Regions from separate parts of the Mus musculus genome. Here region 2 is linked to region 1. A link is a contact called in public Micro-C data. All regions are on one chromosome and are shown on one strand. The core of a region is the stretch at or near the end of the contact, and the rest is flanking DNA. Distances in the headings are between cores, read along the strand shown.

The links. Hi-C and Micro-C count contacts between places; a contact is called where the count stands out from the background.
Region 2: a contact with region 1 is called in a Micro-C map of the G1E-ER4 cell line. The contact joins two enhancer-like sites. A contact is called at or near these places in 1 of 15 datasets of contacts at CTCF or cohesin (CD8 T cells), 11 of 484 Hi-C or Micro-C datasets (the G1E-ER4 cell line, the HL-1 cell line, LSK cells and 7 more) and 4 of 115 datasets of contacts at active chromatin or transcription factors (Th2 cells, bone marrow-derived dendritic cells and embryonic stem cells).

The regions. Positions count from the first base shown.
Region 1 is chr6:133,965,322-133,969,362 of GRCm38.p6, forward strand. No RefSeq gene overlaps it. Among named protein-coding and RNA genes, the nearest start is that of Gm46977, 68 kb to the right of the region's middle. Within about 2 kb of position 2,145, at least 7 of the 459 cell types and tissues checked have an H3K27ac peak or open chromatin away from gene starts, as enhancers often do. A contact at or near this core is called in the G1E-ER4 cell line, where this site is marked.
Region 2 is chr6:134,088,306-134,092,346 of GRCm38.p6, forward strand. The region is part of intron 1 of Etv6 (ets variant 6); the gene reads left to right. Among named protein-coding and RNA genes, the nearest start is that of Gm46978, 21 kb to the right of the region's middle. Within about 2 kb of position 1,981, at least 90 of the 459 cell types and tissues checked have an H3K27ac peak or open chromatin away from gene starts, as enhancers often do. A contact at or near this core is called in the G1E-ER4 cell line, where this site is marked.

The sequences.
Region 1 (4,041 bases), core at 895-3,394:
CTCCAGTTCCATGTTTTCTAAATATCTCCTAATTTCTATCAAAGAACTGTTAAACTCAAACTAGATGTGTCAGCAACCTTCTCTTTGGGAGCCTCAGTGGCTCCCCAGGACGCCAGGAATAAACTCATGGGGCTTCAAACACCCCATAGCTTGGCATTTGCTCTCCTTTCTACCTTATCTCCCTCCTATCACAGACACAACTCTACTCACCCTTAAAATGCTATCTTTTCTTAGTTAGTGCCTGAGAATAGAGCACATTGGTGCTCTATTCAGGAAGATGTCTCCAGTTCAAATGCATTCACGCCTGTTCTCCACTTTCTATTCTATTAGATTTGGTGTATTGGGTTTTATGTGAGGTCTTTGATCTGCTTGCACTAGAGTTTTGTGCAGGGTGGTAAATATGGATATATTTGCATTCTTCTACATGTAGACATCCAGTTAGACTAGCACCATTTGTTGAAGATGCTTTCTCTTTGTTTTTGTTTTTGTTTTTGTTTTTGTTTCTCATACAAAGTTGAGAATTGTTCTTTCAAGATCTATAAGTAATTGTGTTGGAATTTTTATGGAAATTGCACTGAGTCTGTATATTGCTTTTGGTAAAATGGCTATGTCTACTATGTTAATAATACTGATCCATGAACATGGGAGTTCTTCCCATCTTCTGATATCTTCTTCAATTTTTTTCTTTCAGGGACTTGAAGTTCTTGTCATATAGGTCTTTCACTTGCTTGGTAATTGTTATATCATGATATTTTAGATTATTTGTGGCTATTGTGAACAGTGTTGTTTCCTTAATTTCTTTCTCAGCCTGTTTATTGTTTGTATATATTAGGGCTACTGATTTTTTTTTTTTTAGGTAATTTTGTATCCAGCCACATTACTGAAGGTGTTTATCAGCTATAGAAGTTGTCTGGTAGAATTTTGAGGGTCACTTATGTATACTATCATATCATCCACAAATAGTGATCAGGCGTCAAAAGAAATAAGGAAGGCCAGGAGAATAAATGGAAATCATGGGCTAGCAGGGGATGCCAGAGTCCTGGAATGGGGGAGGCTTCTGGGAGTCTATGGAGGTGACCTTAGCTGAGATTCCTAGCAGTGGGGGATATGTCCACCTCCTGTAGCCAGGCTGGATCCCCAGTGGAGGGATAAGTATACCAACCTATCCACAAAACCGACAACCCAAAGTTGTCCTGCCTATAAGAAATTCAGGGTCAAAGATGGAACAGAGACTAAGGGGGATAGCCAACCAATGACAAGCCCAACTTGAAAATCATTCCATGGGCAAGAACCAATCCCTGACATGATAAATGGTACTCTGTTATGCTTGCAGACTGGAGCCTAGTGTACCTATCCTCTGATAGCCCCTCATCCCTGACTAAAACAGATGCAAAAACCCACAGCCAAACATTGAATGGAGCTCAGAGAATCTTGTGGAAGAATTGGGGGAAGGATTGAGGGACCCAAAGGAGATAAGAACTCCACAGGATGACCAACAGAGTCAACTAACCTGGACCTTTGGGGGCATTCAGAGAATGAACCACCAACGAAGCATAAGCGGGCTGAACCTAGGACCCCACACATATGTAGCAGATGTGCAGCTCAGTCTTCATGTGGGTCCCCCCCCCCCCAACAACTGGAGCAAAGGGCTGTCCCTAAAGCTATTGCCTGTCTGTGGATCCCATTTTCCTAACTGCTGCTTTGTCTGGATTCAGTTAGAGAAGATGTACCTAATCTTGTGTGACTTGATGTATCAGAGTAGTGTGATGTGTAGTAGTAGGGGGGGTGCCCTCTTCTCAAAGGAGAAGGGGAGGGGTGTGTGAGAGCCACTGTGTGAACAGGAGGGGCTACAGTCAAGATGTAAAGTGAATAAATAAGTAAATTAGTGGGAAAATGCCACCCTTCCCATAAACTTAAAAGCCTTTTAAACAAGCCAGAGCAGCCTTTTCTCTGCATCCTTGGTACTTCATATGTCCACACACACACATACCCAGAAAAAAACAAAAAACAAAAAACAGAAAAAAAAACCCATTTCTTAGTAAATACTTTTAGAAAAGTCACTTTTCTTTTGGGTCATAGAGTTCCTTGAGGCCCGGAACTCTTCTGTGCTACACCCTGATAACAAGCATGACCTGGCATGTTTTCACCAAACAGCTGCTAAATTGATCTAGATGTGGCATGTGGGTTTGCAAAGACACTTGGTTTCACCTCTTAATTGTCTGCAAATGTAATCCAACATCAAACTCAATGTTTCCTGTGGAATTTGTGATTCACCTATTATGAGAATTTATGTGCTTATCAGGTTTTCTAGTCTGAAATTCTCATGGCGCTCCTCTTAGATGAGTCCCCGATGAACATAAATTCTGTAAGGCACTGAATCTCTGAGTCTACTTCATTAGGCAACAAAAATCTCTTCCAATCTAGCTCTGTTCCTTTCCTATCCCTCATGTCGTTCTTTTTCTGCTTTTCTTCTTCCTCCCTGCCTATCTCCATTTTTCATCCTTCCATCCTTTCTTCCTCTCTCCCTCCCTTCTTTCTTCCTCCTTTCTCTCCCCCTCTCCCTTCTGCCTTCCTCTGTTGCTTCTGTCACTCCCCCTTTCTCTCTTTCTTAAAGACCATCGGAATGCAAGCTGTGACTTAGTTGTAATTATAGGTGACAATACTAAGTCAGCTTTTATTTACAGCCTTTGGCCAAGTCAGCAGTTGTCTCCTCTCTGGTGTGTGACTGTGCCTGAGCCAGCCTGAGTCATTTTATCTGTTGCCATCAAAGTGGGGCACCTGACAGCATCAGCTCCTCTCTCTAGATCAAATTCTCAATGGAGTTTCTCTCCTTCCCCAAATCATGTAGTTTGTAACAGTACAAATAAATGAGTCCTGAACTCTAAGCAGCTTCAACCTGAGGGGAGAATCTACACAGGAAGAAAGCCCAGCTTGGATACTGACTTTCCTGCAATAGGGAGGAAGGCAGCCCAGGAGACAGGAGAGAATGAGGTTGAATGACTACAAGTTAAGGAAATTTAAAAAGAAACCCAAAAGAAATAAAGATTTACTTACAGGTGAACAAAAAGGGGTGGGGAGGGAAGAACCATACTGTTCACATAGTAGGTACTTAATATTTTTCTAAATTGAGCTTGCTTTCATTGAAAATCAGTAAGAATAAAGCATTGCTTCGAAAGGATTGGTGTAATTTTAAGTCTAGAGAATGAATAATTTAAGTCATTTAACTGAAACTAAGTCCCTATACAATTTTCATAAGCTGGGCATTTAAAGCCTTCGGCTCTAGGTGTTTATAGCCTGAGTGTGAGTAGATCATCTTCAACCACTGACTCCTGGTTTTTCAGTGAGGCAGAGTCATTCAGCTGGCTCCAGTTTCGCTAGGATAGCATAGTTAAGGATTGAAACAAACCTGATCAACTGGATTATGAACTTAATTGGCCAAGGGCATTGGGCAGATGTTTAAGAGAGCTGCAGAGCCAAAGACTATATAGACAACTGATCCAACACAGAACCGAGCAATGGGGTGTGGGGTGGGGAATTTCGTCAGACTCAGAGCAACCCGAGTTTGAATTGTGTCTCTCTTGTGCAGGTTCTGAGTGAATTCCTGAATCCCTCTGTGATTCTGTTCCCTGTGGCCTTGACTCCACTTCTCTCAGACATGGCTTCATGTGAAAAATGGTAAAGTTTTATTAAGGATTAAATAGGAAAGTGTATGATAGTATGTGATATTCTACAACACGTTGTGCAAATGTAAGAAGATATAGTGGATGTCTGGTTGTAGACTCATTAACAAGCAATGTGTTAGCATTAGGTTTAGACAAATGGTTTCTATTACTAGTCTTTGAGAGCAGAGAAATAATATACAGTTTATGTGCAAAAAGAGTGAGCTCCCCATTAATTCAACTTTAATTTCAGGGTTTACTGGTGGCATGCCATCTGACAGGAGTATTTTGGGCCAAGCATGGTGGCAAATGATGTCTATAATCCCAGAATTTAGGAGGCTGAGGCAGGAGAATCCAGAGTTCCGGACTCACTAACTAACTA
Region 2 (4,041 bases), core at 731-3,230, 120 kb after region 1:
GAGACTGCAGACCACTTGACCCTGATCGCCTGGGCTTGCAGTTGGTGCTCTGTTAGTTCTCCTATCCCAGGAGTCCTGGGTGGAAGGAAGCGAGTGGCTGACTCGGGGAGATGTTTTGGAGGATTCACAGAGCCCTCCAGGGTCCTCAGAATATCTCCTGGGTGATGGCTATTCCCAGAGGTGACATGACAGAGCCGGACACTTTCCTGGGTTGACTTTTGTACTGTCTGAGCTGTCAACACCCCTTTCAACTTAACATTTGAGGTAGATTTTAGGAGGGATAGGTAACTGCTCTGTGCACTTAATAGTCAATTAAACATCTGTCCATAAACATTGGAACTGAGAAAAGGAGAAAAGAAAGGAAGAGGGATGGAGAAGAGGAGAACAGGCAGAGGCCGGCAGCTATCTGGCCACGGCAGAGCATTTCCGGGTTTTCCCTCCGTAGCTTTTATCTGAGACTCCTCTGTTTCTTTATAGACGTTATTTCGGCCTGCGTGTATTTTGTCTGTGTCGCCATTGAAAGACAAGCACCATAAACTCGGAGACTCGGCTTTTTAAGGTCTTCACCGACTTTCTTCTTTGTGTCATTCACTGGGTGAACATGGTAGTTCCAGAAGATATTGGATGAGTGAGTGACAGCCGCTAAGAGGAGCGCCAAGCTTTGTGGCTGAACGATAAGTGGCAGAGGGGATGATAGCCTGAAGGTCAAGGGAGGAAGGGATATAGGAAATAGAAGGAAGAAAGGGTGGTCTTTTCCTTTTCTGTTGTTTTCCCAATATGATGTGAATTCACTATAGGCAGGAAATAAATGATGTCATATAAAAACAGGATGGAAAAAAAAAGGACCGATTCCCAGATTCAGTAGCTCTGGGACGTGACTCGTGAGGGCTTCTCATAGAGTAAAGTTTGTTTAGAGGGCCAAAAGTACTCCAAAATTTGAGCTATCCTAGTTTTATTAACCCAGGCTCTAGTGCTGTGTGTGTGTGTGTGTGTGTCTCTGTGTGTGTGTGTGTGTGTGTGTGTGTGTGTGTCTGTGTGTGTCTGTCTGTGTGTGTGTATGTCTGTGTGTCTGTGTGTGTGTGAACTATCTGGCTCCTTTACTCCTACTCTCTGCCCTGGCCTTCAGAGGTTTGTGAGCAGCATTAGATTAGATCATCAGCTTTGGGAAAATAGAGCAGTTCTTTGGCCAATAGCCCATACTCTAGACTGCTCAATTCTTTTCAGCCCGAGTAGCTAAAAAACGTATATTGATTTAGACTGGTCGGACCTGCTCTCTTTGATTTAAGGACACGGAATACCAGAGTTTAGGTTAACAAACGTATAAAAAAAACCATGTTGAAGAGGCCGGCAGAAAACAGACAGCCTCCTCAAATGCAAACGATGCTTCCTTCCAAAACTGTGGAAGGACTCTGAAGATAGGTACTAGCCCAGTACCACAGCTTCCTCAGGATGGGAAGAGTGTGTCATTAGAAGATTGATAGCAATCAGGACAGCCAGCTGAGCTGCCCTACTTCTGTGCTCCGCTCATTGCCAAGGTCACCCAGGCAGGGGGTGTCCCGTGTCAGTGTCTCTGGAAGCACAAACTTAGGAGCAGGAGCCCTGAACCCACAGGCTTCACGGGAGACCATGCATGGAGCAGCAGAGTCTGTCTTTGGAGCCACCATCTTTGCTTCAGTCCTTTCTGGATTCAGAGGACTTGGCATTTTAGTGCTTGACTCTTGACAAGTCCTCTGGAAGTTTCCCTGCCAAGAGCTCCTTGGGAAGCCAGTGTCCCTCTGCTTGTGAGCATCAGCCTTGTGTCCTGGCTCATGATGTCCCCAGGTCCAGCTTCCACCGAGTAATGAAAATAACAGGGCCTTTCATTTGGAGAGCGGCATTTTAAAAATATGTGAACTATTTGCTGTGGTTATCTCATTCCTTACTGATGATAACAGTGTGAGAAAAAACAGGGTGTCATTCCGTCTGTCCTTGGATGCTTGAGACTGACTAATAACCACAGGCAGGTTAAGTTGCCCAGCTGGTGAAGGACAGAATGGATAAGAGACAGTGTCTCTTCTCCAGGGAGCCCAGATGCCCCTCATTGCAAGACTATCTGTCACGAGCCTGTGCTGAACAAACCCCCCAGAGCAGGAAGTCTCGTGTGGTGAGGTTTAGCTTTCATGGTCCCTTATTTGGCTCTTATTAGTAAATGAGTAAAAGAATGTGCTCGAAGCTTCTGAGATAGGCAGGCTTCTGACCTCCCACGTCACCCATGCCTCATATAGAGGGAACTTGGGAAGGCTCCCTCCCCTCCTGTAACTTCCCCCCCTCTTTTCCCCTTTCTTGTGTGTGTGTGTGTGTGTGTGTGTGTTGTTGTTGTTGTTGTTGTTGTTGTTGTTGTTGTGTGTGTGTTGTTGTTGTTGTTGTTGGTGGTGGTGGTGGTGGTGGTGGTAGATGTGTATGTGTGTTTAGGGGCACATATGTAGGGGCTCATGGTTCGTGTAGGCAGAAATCTGTCAGCAGGCCAGAAGAAACCACCCAGTGTCTTACTCTCTCATTCTGTCTTACTCCCTTGTGAGACAGGGTCTCACTGAACTTGGAGTTAGGCTGGCAGTCGGCAGGCCTCAGGGATCCTCTTCTCTCTGCTGCCAGCAGCACTTGGGTTTCAGGTGTGCATGTGACCACACCTTCTTAGTGGGTGCTAAGGATTTGAACTCTGGCCCTCCTGCTTGAACAGCAAGTGCTCTTACCCCTTGAGCCATTGCTTAAGCTCCAGCTGTGGATTTTCTAGCGACCTCATGGGAGGCTCTAGTGAAGCAGTGGGGTCAGCTTGGCTGTTCTTTGTGACCATGGCAGATAAGCGAGGAAGACAGATAAGTGAGAAACTCTGAATGGTCAGGGTTTCTCAAGTCTGATGACTTGGGGGTTAGACAGGAGAGTCCCTTTGTGGTTGCCACATTGCCCTTCCGAGCCCATGCCTGGCATTTCTAAGACAATTGCGTTCATGGCTGTATCTGTCTGTGCTGTGACAGGCCATCAGATTCACCTTTCCCATTCTATAAATGGAACTGGGGCTAAAATCTTGACTTTGTTGGCCATATGACCCGCTGGTTGGTTTTTCCTGTTTGGGGAGCCCTTGGCTTCACAATGAAGTCTGTACCCTCAGGTGGCCCTCTCTGCCAGAGCACCAACTCCTGCGAGTTTGAAAAGGAAGACAAACCTGTATTTGGTAGAAAGGGCCTATTGTTCCCAGGCGGTGCTGTGGCCAACTTCTTGGACTCCTTTGGCCGACACTGAAGAAGGAATTGAAGTCAGAATGCTAATCGCTGGCTTGCGTAGACATCAACAATCTAACCTCAGGGAGCTCAGACGAAAGTAAACACAAGTGCTCAAGTTCAGATTCTTGAAGAACGGGCACTGGGAATGAGGCTAGAGAGGAAAAACGATATGCTGAGAGAAGGAATTCTCATTCCCTGTTTCTCAGATGGGCAGGCCATAAAAATAATAAAGCCTGTACCAAATGCGGCGGTGCATTCCTGTAGTCTTAAGTTACTCAGGAAGCTGAGAGCAGGGCATCAGATGTTTGAGGTCAGTCTGGGCAACTTAGTGAGACCCTGTCTCAATGAACAAACAAACAAATAAAGGGCTAAAGGGCTGGGTATGTAATTCAATGGTGGAGTGGTAGCTTAGCGCATGTGGCTCTATGGGGGTAGGTAACCCCAGCCTGGTGGGACACTACTATAATACTAGCAACCGAGGATGCTGAAGCCAGGAGGATTGAAATGTGAGGACTAGCAAGTTCACGTGCAGTCTTTACAACTTAGAAATAAACCCTATCTCAAAATGAAAAGTGGACGTGAAGGGGGAGAGGCTTTGGGGATATAGGTCATTGACACTTGCCCCCAGCAGTGTGAGGTACTTGACCAGTTCCTAGTACCAGCGCGTAAAGGGAAGGAAGGAAAGAAACGTGATTCAGGCCTGGCACAGGTCTGTAATTTTAGCTACACGGGATGCTGAAGCAGGAGGATTGCAAGTTGATGGTGTGCCTGTGCTAGAGCTAGT